Linked DNA regions of Mus musculus: region 2 is linked to region 1. Evidence: chromatin contacts called from public HiCAR-type data. All regions are on one chromosome and are shown on one strand. The core of a region is the stretch at or near the end of the contact, and the rest is flanking DNA. Distances in the headings are between cores, read along the strand shown.

Region 1 (7,768 bases), core at 112-2,611:
CTTGCAGCATTTATCTTTCTTTCCTGCCATGTGCCATGCTGTCCCTCAGATGTTCTCCCAGGACCAGGGGACCTGATGCCTCCCATCAGCCCCCAGGACTCAGGAAGGGCAGCTATTCGTGCTAGATTATTTTGGAGTCTGAAACTGATAACTTTCTTCCCAGCCCTTCCTCGGTGGGGGCTTTTGAACTGCTGTCTTCAGGACTTGTAAAGTCAGGCAGAGCAGGAGCTGAGCCCCCTGAAGGGCTCCTGTCAGCTCTGCTGTTCCCCCAACAACCTTTCTAACCCATAGACCATAGACACACTGCAGCTCTGCTCTTACCCAGGAACCTATCCCCTCTCTCCTTGGCTCAGAGGGTTGCCCGCTGGAGAAGCATGAGGACCTGAGCTTGGATGTCCAGGACCCACGTAGTAAGTCAAGTACAGCAGCTGTGAACATCTGTAGCCACAGCAGAGCAGGGTTGGAGGAGACAGGCAGACCCTAAGAGCTTGCCGGTTGAAGTGGCAATGCCAGGTTCAATGAGAGACCAGGCCTCAAAAAATAATATGGGTAATGATAGAAGAAAATATCTCAAATTTACCTCTGGCTTCTGTACACATCCACATGTATGTGCAGACACACCTGCATACATTCATATGCATCACATACACACACACTTAAGAAAATGGATAGAATTGTTCCCATTATGTTGTTTCACCCCATCATAGGGGTGCTCAGATTTAAAGTGCATCTCTGTGTTAACACTTTGTAAAAAGAAGGAGGAGGAGGAGAAGGAAAAGAAGAAAAGAAAAGAAAGAGACAAATGGAGAAAATGAATAGGAAAACCATTGAGTAGTAATGAGGTGTATGATGGGTGCGGGTGTTTGCCACCAAGCCGGACAACCGGAGGAACGCTGACTCCTGGGGAAGGAAGGGGAAAAAGAAGGAATAAGGAAAGCGGGGAGGAGATGGAGGAAAATAACTGATAACAGGTAACAGCTTGAGCCCAGAAACAAATATACAAGGTCTTTCCTCTTGTCTTCCCTCTACTGAGTCTGTGATGAGATCCATCAGGAAGTCTCCGGAGCAGAGCGCTGTGGCCGCCTGGGGGCAGTGCAGTCTCGCGGATAGGTTTTGCAGCCGCCGAGTTTGAGGCCCATTTCAGAGTTGGTTCTGCCCAGTAGTTTCCTTTCCTTTCTCTTCAGGTCCTCGTCTGAGTTCATCCTTATTTCAGGTTCCCACTGAATTGGTTAGGGAGGAACGGGGATCTGGGGCCTGGGGTGACACTCATTCACATAACACACCCACTTGTGTACATCCCGGAAATGTCCAGGTTCCAATTTCCACGAGGCAGAGTTAAATAAGACTGGAGGCATCTTTGAGCCAACAAACATCTGATTTAAAGAGCACAGGCTGGTCTTAAATACTGTTAACAAGTGCAGGTTGTGGAGACGTCCCATTTTCTTAGTTCTTTCTTAGCTCCTGGCTCTCCATGAACGATGGATGGAAGAAATACCCCCTCCCCGCTTTTAGGAGCTTTTAGCTATTTAGGAAAAGACATCGATTGCTCAACCGGTGCCTGCTGTCCTTGGTGCGTTGCTCCCAGTGGTTATATCAGGCCTCTACTCTAGGTTGGCGTCTTTGCCTGATGAATGCCTGGGGCGGAGGCTGGGAATCAGCAGTGTCTGTGCCCGCCCCTCTGAGCACACAGGCGCCCCATTCAAAACAATGTGGCCCTAGGCATCAGTGAAAGGGCTGCAGTCAGACTTGGCCTCACAAGGACTCACCTCTCTTTATCACCATCTCAAGCCCCGCTCAGGAAGCTCTCTCTTCGCTAACCTCAAGAGTCCCTTTTCCCTCAGTCAAAATCAGCTTCCAGCTCTAACACCCTGGGGTGATTTTTTTTAAAAATCTGTTGATTGATCCCGTGCCCTGTTTCTGGGATGGTTGCTTGCTGTCCTCTGAGCATAGGGAGTACTCTAAGCTTCCATACCCTTTTCTCACATGGTCACCTCATCTGAAATACATTTTCTGTCTCTCTGCCTGATGAATTCTTTATCTATCTTTATGTCCTAAATGAAACGTCCTAGAGCCGAGCACAGTGGTACGTACCTGTAGCTCTAGCAACTGGGAGACAGAGGAAGAAAGATCAGAAGTTCAAGGCCAGCCTGGACTCACCCCACCTCCTCCCCCAGTCTCTCCCATAGTTTCCCCCGACTCTTTCCTTCCCCTTGGAGTTCATACACAACCTTGTGGTTCCTTCCCCATTTTCACGTAGCCGGGCTTTAGCTGTGTTTTCCTGTTAGATGGTGAACTCAGTGTGGGCTTTAAACACTCAGCCAAGAGGCCGTGCTGAGGTTGCTTTGCCTCATTATCTTAAGGCTATCTCGTTAGCGGTAGCTCAGCCTAACACTGAGCACATAGGAGCCCGGTGTTCAACCCTGCTGGATATGATCAAAGCTGGAAGACATCAGGCAAAATGTGGTTATTCTTTTATTTTCACTTTCTATTTCCACTTCCCAGGAGATTTAGGTAACTGCTCCCAATTTCCTCTCTTATCATTTATAGTCCTCCTGGCCATCTGCATCCCATTACGATTTCATCTGGCTGTCTAGGGCCAACTTTCCTAGGCCTGGCTGCCTGCTCATTTGTGACTTTTATCAACCTGCTGCTCTGTGGGTGATGTTGTAGGCACTGGGTAGGCAGCAGCAAAGGACACTTTCCTAGCACTTAGACTGCAGGGGGAACAGGAGACCAAGATAGGTAAACAAAGGGGATTTCAATGACTAGGGATTCTAGGAAGGAAAGGGGGTCACGTGGTACAAAGAACAATAGAATCTCAGAGGGAAGAGTCCAGCCATGGGGGTATGTGCTAAGAAAGCCTTTCATGCAGAGGGTGAGCAGCCACACTGGTCCTGAACAGGAACAAGTGATGGAAAAGTTGTGAAGCATGCAGCTACATAAGGAGAGGGCTTGCACATTTTCCTTAGCTTGCTGGCATCCCTTCAGAGAGCCCTTAGTGGCTTTGATCCCTTCTGGGAAGTGACCAGTTCCCCCTAGCCTTCACCTCCTCACCACTCCATCCAATTTCCTCTCAGTGAATCTTGTTGATCATCTGACACATACCTGATCCCTTCATCTGATCTTGGTGACTGGAGTGCCAACTTATGGGGTTGAATCTTCCTTTGTGTGGTCTCTTATTAAGATAAGACCTCCTTCCTTGATTTCTTCAAGAAGTTCTGGGTTCTGCTCTCTTTAGGAAAGAGCCAAAGATTCAGATGGACATCCAACTGTAGCATGGGTTGGGGGACCTAGTCCCCTGTTTTGACACTCACAGGCGACTGAGCCTGGGCTCCACCTCTGTGAATCCCAGACTTATCTTCCCACATGGATTCTTTTTTTTTTTTTTTTTTTTTTTTTTTTTTTAAAGATTTATTTATTTATTATATGTAAGTACACTGTAGCTGTCTTCAGACACTCCAGAAGAGGGAGTCAGATCTTGTTACGGATGGTTGTGAGCCACCATGTGGTTGCTGGGATTTGAACTCTGGACCTTCGGAAGAGCAGTCGGGTGCTCTAACCCACTGAGCCATCTCACCAGCCCCCCCACATGGATTCTTATTATTCTCTATTCTACATTGTTGTCCAGTGGGCTCTTATGCCCAGATGGCGAGAGAGTCATCTTAGATGCCCAAGTGCTTACATAAAGGGGCTAGAGAGCTTCCTGGTGCTGGAGACATGAAAAGCTTTAAGTAAGTCAGGAGCCCATATCGAAGCCAGATGGTTCGCTTTACAGTAAAGATCACAGGGCCTGAAAACTATGAGGAAGGAGGGCCAGCCAGGGGACAAGCTCTTTGGAGTGAAGATCCTGGCATGCCTGTACTTAGGAAGGTGCAGGCCTTCTACCCACAGACTCCCTGCCCTTAGATTCCTACTGGACTCCTAGGCCAGTCAGATTCTCCTCAGGTCCAGACTAGTAGAAGGTTCAAACAATAAGGGCTGAAGAATGAAGCTGACTGTTCTCTGAAACGTCAGGCTCCCTACATCTTCCTGGTCAGATGCACCCCAACAATGCCTTTTTCTCTAATAAATTGACAAGCCCCGTGTCTCATTCTGACAGCCTCCTTAACCTGCCTTTCTACTGTGTAGAATACATTTCAAGTATTGAAAGCACTCTTACCCATTGAACATCTCTGCCTGGGGACTTTACATACCAGCACTTATGTTAGAACTTGGGAGTTCCCATCGTTACTGATACAGAAGTAGAGGTTGTCTTTAGGCAAGTTGGAGAGGGTACAGCATGCCAGGGCTCCAGCGACCTCTCTGTTCCCATCTGCATCATCGGCTCCGTGTAACAGGCAGCATTCATGGGGAAAGACCCATGACCCCATGCTCACACCGAAGACTAGGCAATGCTTTTGTTCCTAAAGACTGATTTCCTACCCACCCAGCTTCATCTTTATCAGATCCTGCGAACGAACAGTCCTAGCAACGTTGAGACATGAGATAATGTTTAGTCTCCATGTGGGCAAAATGTGATGCTTAGATGACAACGGAACTGTGAACTTTAAGTTCCTGGGAAGAGGTCACGTTTACCTTGAACGTTCTGATCGACTGATTGGAACTTCAGTGACATTGGAGGGGTTGGAATGTTCTGAGTCCAGAGCCAAACACTTCATCCGTACATTGCCCATCTCTGTGTGTGATCGAACATCCACGTGACTATTGGATAAATCCTTTTGAACTGTACCAACCGACTCTTAGGTTCTACCAACTCAAAAGCGAAGAATGTCCTCAGAAACCATCTGCTGCTCAGGGCACAGGAGTTGAAGCTTTGCCGTCACCTTTGCCTGCTGTTTCCACCAATGTTTTTTAAAAATTGTCTTCTTATAACTTGCTCTAGTTTGCTCCTATTAAAAACTTCATGAATAAATTAAAAAAAAAAACTTCATGAAGTTGTAACCTTATTGTAATATTGGTGGTGGTGGTGGGGAGGAGCTGGGTAACCTAAATTGTGTTTCCAGATCTTAGCCACTCAGACTTTCAGGATAAATTCTCCCTTGGCTCCTACTGTTTGGTTTTGGAAACATTATCAGTTTTGAACATGAACCATCCCACGCAGGCTAATGAGTTGAATGCTTGGTCCTTGGCAGGGGCTTACTTTGAAAGTCCTAGTCCTTAAGTTAGTGAGATCCATTTGACAAATGTGAGTCCTAAGTCCTCTGAAGATTGTGCCTGCTGCCAGCATCTTCTTTCCCTGCCTCTCTCTCTCTCTCTCTCTCTCTCTCTCTCTCTCTCTCTCTCTCTCTCTCTCTCTCTCTCTGCTCCTGCTACAGTGGTGTTCTGTTTCCCCATGAGGCCAGAACAGTGGAGATAAGGACTAGGAACCCTCCGAAACCCTGAGCCAAAGGAAGGAATTCTTCCCTTTAATTAATTAATTTATCATAGTGATACAAGCATAGCTCTCATAAGGCTTGAGGCTTCATCATCTCAAGAGCTAACGGCTGATTTCACAGGCCTCTCCTCTAATCTGCTCCCCTAAGGCAAGATGCTTAGCTTTGATTGTCAATTTGGCTCAACTTAGAATCACCCAAAAAAAAAAGAGTCTCAGTGAGGGATTAGCTCCATTAGGTTGACCTGAGGTCACTGTCTTAATTAAGCTAGTGAATGTGGAAGCCACATACGAGGGCCCCGTACGTCTCCTAGGCAAAGTTCTGATCTGTGTAAGAGTGGGGAGGTCATGCTGAGAACATGCAAGCAAGCAGGTGCACACACATGCATGCATTGATCATTCTGCTCTTCACTGTGGACATGATGTCACCAGCTGTCACCAGCTCCTGCTGTCATAATGTCCCCACAGTGATGCCTAAAAGAACACTTTCTCCCACACATTGTGGTGGTTTGAATAAGAATGGCCTCCATAGATGTATGTATCTGACCGCTGAGTCCACCAGGGAGTCAAACTGAGATGGAGTAGAAGATTAGGGTCTGATAGAATAGGTATGGGCTTGTTGGAAGATAGGTGTCATCGAGGGTAACCTTTGAGGTTTCAAAAGCCTACACCAGGCCCCAGTCTGTCTCTCTCTCTCTCTCCCCCCACCCCATCTCTCATTCTCTGTCTCTCTCTCCCCACCCCACCCTGTCTCTCCCTGCTGCCTATGGATCAGGGTGTAAAGCTCAAAGCTACTGTTCCAGCACCATGCCTGCCTGCTTCCTGCCATGATAATCATGGACTCAACCCTTTGAAACTGTAATCAAGCCCATAATTAGATGCTTTATTTTATAAGAGTTGCCTTGATCTTGGTATCTCTTCACAGCAATAAAACAGTACCTACAGCAGTCAGGATCTTTTATTAGAGCAGCAGAAGAAATAAAACAAGGACAAAGGGAAAGTCTACAATGTCCTGGGTCGAAGAAGAGAGATAAAAAAACAACAGACAGGGGGTTCCACCACTCTCTCATACTTTCTTTTATGAGGAGGAAAGCAAAGTATGTAACAATGAGATTCTTCTGTGTGCCGATTAGTTTTATGCTCAGCTTAACACAACCTGGGGTCTGCGTAAAGAGGGACCCCGGTTGAGGAAACACCACCGTCAGGTTGGCCTATAGGTAAACCTGTAAGGCAATTCTTGACTAATGATTAACATGGGAAGGTCCAACTCACTCTGGGCAGTGCTACCCTTGAGCAGGGGACCCTGGATTGTATAAGAAAGCAAACTGAGCAAGCCACGGAGAGCAAACTAGTGTGCAGCATTCCTCCATGGCTTCTGAGAGAATTCCTGCCTCCAGGTTCGTGCCTTGAGTTCCTGCCCTGACTTCCCTTCCTGTAAGCTATAAGATGAAATAAATCCCTTCCTCCTCAGGTTGCTTCCAGTCACGATGTTTATCGTAGCAACTGAAAGCGGACTAGGGCATTCCTTCCAGAGTGCTACTGAACGTGAGTATGTGAGATGTATGAGGGGCTTTGTCCTAAGCCTCCCGGAGTTGCACAACTGGAGTTATCATAAGGTCCCAAGATGGAGTTGAGACCTGTGTGCTTCCTGCACCCTCTAATTTGCTCAACTATATAATACGATTGGAAAAGGGAGCAAACTCTCAAAGCCCTTCGGTTCCAACAGGCTGCTCTTCGGTTCTGTCCAACAAGGACATGAGTCTACTTCTAGACTCTTCAACACTTGCAGGCAGTTCAGAAAAGCTGGGGTCCATCCTTACTCCCCTCCTGACGTTACTTCTCACCCTTTAAGGACTACACACTAAGCCCAAGGGCTGGCTTTTGGAGAAGTTTAGCAGGAGACTGTCAGTTATGTATATAGTTCATTCTTATTAGCTGCTGCGACAGGAGTAAGTTCTAGGAAACTTCTGCTCTGATTTGAATACAGTTTCCCAGCAGCAAACTTCACGTTGAGATTCGCTCACTAGTGTAACAGAGTTGGGTTTCCCCACAGGAAGGGATTACTGTAGGGCTAGCAATAATAGTAATCGTTCTCACGAGAGTAGGTAAGTCATGTCACTCTTGAGTTACAACCCCTGCAGCTGCTCCCCAAACAGTCGGGACTACAGGTTTGAGCCACCACTGTCACAGGCTGAGGCTGGCACCATCCTGCTTCACCTGTGCCCCTGAGCTTGTACTCACCTCCCCCGTCAGTTTTCTGGCACCCTCGACAGAAGCTGAGTTGTGCAGATGGCACTCTGCCACCATTCCAGGCCCATACGCTAACTAGACCTCTTTCTTCCCAAATAACTCAATTTAGATATTGTAATAACTGAACCAAGCTTCCCAGGGTGCGCT
Region 2 (6,983 bases), core at 4,168-6,667, 190 kb before region 1:
GCACTTTAGAGCATCATGAGTGACAGGCAAGCAACTGAACTACATCCCTAGCCCCTTATTATCAATTCTGAAGATTTCATGTGTATTGTTTTATTTGGTCACCACAATAAGCCCAGGGAAGTAGAAAAGAAAAACAATATCTATAAGGAAGACAGACAACCTGAGGCCAGTAGGACTAAGAAAGTTGCACAGACTGATTGCAAAAATCAAACTAGAGCCCAGATCTTTTCTTCCTATTTCTACACTATACTATGATGCCCTCTTATTAATTTCTCCACTTTCTTTTTCCTCTGAGGCAGGGTTTCTCTGTGTAGCCCTGGTCATCTTAGAACTCCCTATGTAGACCAGGCTGGCCTCAAATTCAGAGATCCACCTGCCTCTGTCTCCTGAGTACTTGAATTAAAGGCGTGCGCCACCATTGCTCAGCAATTCCCCCGATTCTTAACCATCAAATACACATGACTGGACATGTTCAAGGAGATATAGAACACAGCGCGAGTGGAAAAGCAATTGATGCAACCACTAACACTCTCTCCCACAAAGTTCTTTGAGGTAGTTAGACGAGCAGAACATGCCCTCTACTCCATACTGTCCCCAAATGTCTCTCACAGGAATGTCACCACACCTGAAGTTCTCAATGGCTGAGTCACTTCTTAGGGTTAAGGCGTTGTTTCCAGAAGGCCACTGTGAAATGCATGTTACCTGAAAGAGAAGAGGGGGTCCATAAATAAAGTACTCTGGTTAAACAGAGAGATAGGTGATAACTTTGGGAATCTCACAAAGCAGGGTCTTTATTCCCCAGCATAAAGCCTTCAAAAAAAACCATGAGAAAGACTTTCCTTATAGAGAATAGATAAGGCAGCAACTTCTGAGGGGATTACTTGTGCACAGTAAGGGAGAATATCCACTTGGATATGATGGCTATTTGCAAAATCAGGATGGCCATCTACATTCTCTCTATAAAGGCCACAAGTCAGACACTCCTAAGGACTGTATCTGAGTATTACTAGTTTTAAAAAGCTGCAAAAGAGCTTAAACTGGCAGCTGCTTTCCAACAGCACTGACTATCAGACTAGAGGACAGGTCCCAGACAGCTTCTGACTAGTGTTGTTATTCAGAAGAATAGTTACAACCTAATAATATTTGCAGACGAGGGCAAACCTCTCAAGCATGGAAGGCTACAATTCTATTCTCTGAGTCCCTTACTGATTTATATTGACCCCAAACCAGTATCATTTACAGTATAAAAATTAGCATGTCTTTACTGAATGCTTATTATGAACCCATAATTTGGCTAGGCACTATAAATATAACAAGAAAAAACAAACTTAAATACTTTTGCCTTAGTTCTTACAATGGATCCAACCCCCAAACTATGAGAGGTAAAGCACAAGAAAGAAAAGAGACCTGACAGACGGCAGCTTCCTATTAGTACCAACTCAATTTCCTGAGTCAAAAGGGATAAACTAAGCTTACACCTAGGCTAAATGCTTCATTAAACTCTTATCTAAACAATAAACAGCCATAGGCTAGAAGCAGTCTTTGTTTTTTCTCATCTGACACGGATGCTTGTAGCAGCATCCACTCACTGTGGAATCTGAAGAATACAGAATTGTAACGTTCGGTTCTAGTCTAGCTCTGACTCTTACCTAGGTTTAGGTAAAATTCTACTTTTTCTCTTCTCCTTCTCCTTCCTTCTTCTCCTTTAGAAACAAGATCTCATTGTGTGTATCTGGCTGGCCTGGAACTAACTATCTATCTATCTATCTATCTATCTATCTATCTATCTATCTATCTATCTATCTATGTAAGCCAGGCAGATGGATCTCTGTGAATTCAAAACCAGCCCGGTTTGTATACTGAGACCCTGTCGTCAAAAACAAAAACAGAAAGCTAAGAGATTGGGCCAGTGTAAGAATAGTATAAGTCGTATATATGTGTATACGTGGCATGTGCATGCACACACACACACACACTGCCTACTAGATAACTGTTCACTAGAGATACCACATCAGTCATAACGTACTTCCCCAGTGAACTAACATAATCAGAACCAACTTTTGGGGAGGGGGACAGGGTCCTCACATTGAAGCAGACTGGCCTGGAGTTCGCTATGTAGTCCAGGCTGTCAATCCTTCTGACTCAGATTCCTGAGTGCTGGGATTAGAGGCACAAGCCACAATGGCCAGAATCCTCACTAACAGTACTTCCAGAAGTTATTTCCAATCAAAGCTGACCTACAACCTAAAACATACTTGCTACTGTAAAACAGACAGTCTCTTCCAAATATAAAGCTCAAGCACCAAGTCTCTGTGACTGGAAAACACATTGACAAAGCATGGCTTGATGTGCTGATAATAATCAATTATAGTCCAAAACTCAAGTTCTCTTCCAAATTGCATCTAATCTGATTCTAATTTCTCAAAGATGCTAATGAACACATCCTAAGAGAAAAGGTAGCCTTCAATCAGACTAGCCCTAAAACAGACACAGCAACTTTATTATTTCAGCCAAATGAAACACCCAGCCAAGGCCAGCCTGTCACTTACAAGGGACACTTCTGCCACAGTCACTCTGGCCCTTTCACTTTTATCATCAGAGCCATTTTTTTTTTAAATAAACACCAACTTAGACCACTTCCTTTCCCCAAGCCTTGATCTCTCACGACATCAAATTCACGAGCATTAGCACTGTACGCAGAGCTTTTCCAGAACAGGTCCTTTTGCCCTCCTGGTCCTGAGGCCCCTGCATCCCACACCCTGCGCTCCTTTTCTCCCACCTTCCTAACTGACACACGCCTCGAGGTAGTAAGGTATTTCCTTCCCTTTCTTCACCTCTGCCCCATTCCTACTCATCCTCTAACCCACTGCTTCTCAACCCTCCTAAGGCTGTGACCCTTTAATACAGTTCCTCATGCTGTACAGTCCCTCATGGGGCTTACCAGCTCCAACCATAACATTATTTTTTGCTGCTTCTTCATAATTGTAATTTTGCTACTGTTATGAATTACAATGTAAATATTTTTGGAGCTAGAGGCTTGCCAAAGGGGCCAAAACCCAGCTTGAGAACCACTGCTCTAGAACCTCGGGTCCATAGACTAACCCTTTTTTGAGCCAGGACCCACTAGGTAGCTGTGATGGCCTGGAACTAACCATGTTGACCTTCATACATAGGTCTTGCCACTTCCCTCAACAATCCCACACAGGCCACTTCCACTTCCTCCCCCATCTCAAAGCTTTTTGTGCTGTCTTTGTTATAACCATACTATGATTTGCCTCAGTGTTCCCAAAACCATCCCAACTACCTACAGCCCATCTGTAAGTAAAGTTATAGAAGCCAATCCAGACCCACTATTCTATCTCAAAACTGAGACCTGAGAGCATCTACTTTTTTAAAAAGGGTCTCAAGTACTTCAGGCGGCCTCACCTCCCAATGCTTCTGAGAGCTAAATAAACTTGGGCCTTGTGTGTGGTAAACAAGCACTCTACCAACTGAGCTGAAAACTCTACTTTCAAAAATCTCTCCTGGTCCAGCAAAATAGCTCAGCAAGGAAAGTCACTTGCTATGCAAGCCTGATGACCTGAGTGTGAACCCTAGAACACACAGGAAAGAGGAAACACTCTTGACTTCCAACTCAAGTCATGGTGTGCGCATGCACACATACACACACACAAATAAACAAATCTCAAAACTTCTCCCGAGCCCACTCTGTTGGTTAAGCACCTATAATCCCAGCACTTGGGAGGGAGAGGCAGGAAGACAGAATGACGTTTGATGCCAGCCTAGGTTTACACACAGTGTGTTCTAGTCCAGTCAGCGATACAGAGCAAATCATGTCTCAAAACAAAAACAAAAAAATTAAAAGCTCTTGTAATTACACTAATGGCCAAACCTTGGGACCATGGATCAGTCTGTCTCTTAAGTAAATCTTTGTTGTTGTTTTGTTTGTTTGTTTGTTTGTTTTAAAGAATGTAGAATTTACTCTAGAATACAGTAAAAAGTATTAGGCACTTGCTTTTGGATTCATAGTATATATATCCTTGTTGACATCTGAAGTTTGAATTCCTGAACTCACACATACAAAGTATATTCACTGTTCAAAAGAAAATTTCAATCTTTTTTAAACCTGCAAAATTAAGCCTTAGGTAACCCTGTGATACACAAGGCTGAATCTCAAACTTGCCCCCAAAAGACTTTATTTCAGATGAGAACCAAGCCCTCTGCCAATCCTGGGAGTGAACATACACAGCCTTTACCTACTTTCTTAAGATAAGGATACAGGAGAACCACCCACTTAAGAGAATGATGATGGGTGGCTAGATGGTGTTCTGTCAACTGTGAAGAAGAAAACCTCCCTCTTCTCCCCACTGCCCCCTTTAGAACAAGTTCACTGCAGCTTAAAGAGGAACAGAAGTCTCAACAGGATTAGGATTCTAACACAGCCAAGAAAACAAGCGAGTGGGGAACTGTGAATTTGGGGTACTTTGCAAGTCACCTGGTCACATCTCTAACTTTAGGCCCAATGCCTACTTCGGGTGCACTGACCCTTATATATTTTTTTTCTCTCTTGAAGTTGCAGCCGGGAACTATGTCTCAAAACTCAAGTCTTCTATTTAAAAGTCCTGCCCTCATTGGGCTTCCACCTTTCAAATGCGCTCACCTCTACTTTTTTCTTTGCTCAAGAAAAGTACGCTCTCGGTAGAAAGGGCTGTGACAGCTCCACGTCTGCAAAAGTCGGTGGCGCCGGCCTGGGCCGGGACCACCATGAGTGGGGACAATGGAGGGAGGAGGGAAGTACAAGACAGAAGGGGAAGCAGTCACTGGGGAAGGTCCTCTGCGAGTGGGAGCTTGGAAAAGTCTCGGGGGGAGCCTGCCAGGTGGCAGGTGGGCCCGGCCGCCGCCCCTCAAAGGGCCACGTCGCGCGGGCGGGCCGCTGCCACCGGGCCCCGCGCGTAGGCCGGGCCGCGGGAGAGGAACCCCCGGGCGCGGCAGCGGGGCGCGGGGCTGGACCCTGCCCACGTCCGCCGCGGCTCGGCTCTCTCCCAACTTGGGGCTCGCGGGCCTACAGGCTCCGGACGCCTAGGCCAAGCACTAGCAGTTCGGCTCGACCTGCTGACCCACCCGCCACTCGGCTCGGGCCACCAGCCGGCTCTCCGGGCGCCCCCCACGGACACCGGCTGCGGGAAGAGCAGCCCCGGCTCTAGGTCCAGACTCGAGCGCCACACTCCTCTACCCTTCGCATTCCCCATGCCTTTTCATCCAAACTCCCTCCAAGCCACAGAAATGACCCCAGTCTGCCTGCGCGTGTTTACCGGGACTCGGGGCGGCGACGACTCCTCAGTCCCTCCGCTAAGATGGCAGCCGGTCCCGAGCCCCGACTACAGCGACTAGAGCTACTTCACACCTAGTGCGCAGGCGCGGCCTCCTCGGCGCAGTCCGGACTACAGGCCCCAGCAGGCCTTGCGCGCCAGCCTCCTAAATCATTTTTCCTCACCTCCAGGTGAAGTGGACACTAAGCCTTGCTCTCTACATCTCCAAGGCTTTTTTCTTTTCTTCCTTCCTTTCTCCTTTCCTTTCTCCCTTCTTTCCTTTCTTCTTTCGTTCCTTCCTTTTGACCCCTTCTTCCCCGCCAGGACCTCTAAAGACTGTTACCAAATGCTAGCGTGTCTCAGAATCACTTGAACAGCTTTTAAAAACAGACTGCTGAGCTCCACCGCCAGTTTCTGACTCAGTAGATCTGGGATGGAATAGGGGTTGCTTTATAATCTGCATTTTTATCAAGTTCTCTCCTGATACTCCTAACAGCAGGAATCACAATTTATGAAGCACTGTGCCGGTTCTATCCTTCTGGAGTTACACTGTTTGGGTTCAAATTCTCCTTTCTCCACCTTTTGACAGGAAGTTCTTAGGAGGGTGACAGCTTGACAGCGCCAAGGCGGCATGAGTTATAAAAACTGAAAAGCATACTTCTAAACGTTTACAACAAAACTATGTGAAAGATGCCATTGGTTACCTTTTCAGATGCTTAAATTAAACTTCTTAACCCAGGCAAAACACATCTAATCCTACCGAATTAATAGGCTGTGCAGTGGTAATAATAGAGGCACGTGATAATTAGCAAACTTTGCTATTATTGTTTATCCTGTTTCCTCGTAAGGAAACTATCTAGAAAGTCACTTAAACTTTTCGAAATACCTTTGAAACTACCATATTATGAATTATGTGCTGAGTTTATTAAACAAAAAAGATTCTGAGTTGGGAGGATGGTTCAGTGGGTAAAGGCTCTTGCCATGCAAGCACAAGGATGTTTGAAACCCCAGCATTCATATAAAAGCTGGCACCAACGGACCCCTAACAGTGGTGGGCAGACATAGGAGCTCCCTAGTCAACGCCCTAGACCACACAGCAAGCTTCAGGTTCCATTAGAAGACAGAGACAAATGGATCTCTGTGGGTTCAAGGCTAGCCATGTCCAAATATCTTGAGAGTTCTAGACCAACCGAGGTTACGTGGTGAAACCCTGGGTTTGGGTTTTTGGGATTTTGTTTTTGTTTTTTAGTTTTGGTTTGGTGTGTTTAAGTATTTAAAAGTTCTTCTGCACTTCCAGCCAATGTTTGCCACATTAGGGATTAAGCTGTAAGAGTTGGCTCAAGATGTAACTCACTAGTAGATACTTACATAGCATTGATGAGGCCCAAGATTTTATCCCCAATATTGAGAGAGTGGTGTGCTCTAGGAGAATCTGGGTTGGTTTCTTGTTTCGTTTTGTTTTGTTTTTTAAACTAGCATCCCAGATGATTCTTGTCACTGGGCATACTATAAGATATTTTAACAAATATTATAAATATATTTTGTTACTTTATTATTTTGTACAGAAAACAACTGAATATAAAGGAAATTATTAATTGGCCCAAGATCACTAACACAGAAACCAAGGTTCCAAGCCAAGTCATCTAGTTCCAGATAATCTTTATCTACAGTTTT

Evidence for each region. HiCAR-type assays count read pairs that join an accessible place to other places.
Region 2: a HiCAR-type map of astrocytes shows a contact between it and region 1, with 2.6 times the contacts expected there. The contact joins the promoter of Itch here to the enhancer-like site in region 1. A contact is called at or near these places in 4 of 39 promoter capture datasets (HPC-7-derived erythroid cells, cranial neural crest, frontonasal cranial neural crest and 1 more), 1 of 115 datasets of contacts at active chromatin or transcription factors (astrocytes) and 1 of 9 other capture datasets (pancreatic islet).

The regions. Positions count from the first base shown.
Region 1 is chr2:154,936,619-154,944,386 of GRCm38.p6, reverse strand. No RefSeq gene overlaps it. Among named protein-coding and RNA genes, the nearest start is that of Eif2s2, 48 kb to the right of the region's middle. Within about 2 kb of position 1,361, at least 27 of the 459 cell types and tissues checked have an H3K27ac peak or open chromatin away from gene starts, as enhancers often do.
Region 2 is chr2:155,131,915-155,138,897 of GRCm38.p6, reverse strand. It overlaps Itch (itchy, E3 ubiquitin protein ligase), which reads right to left and starts at 5,417. Exons shown (of 25, transcript NM_008395.3): 1 at 5,313-5,417; 2 at 626-702.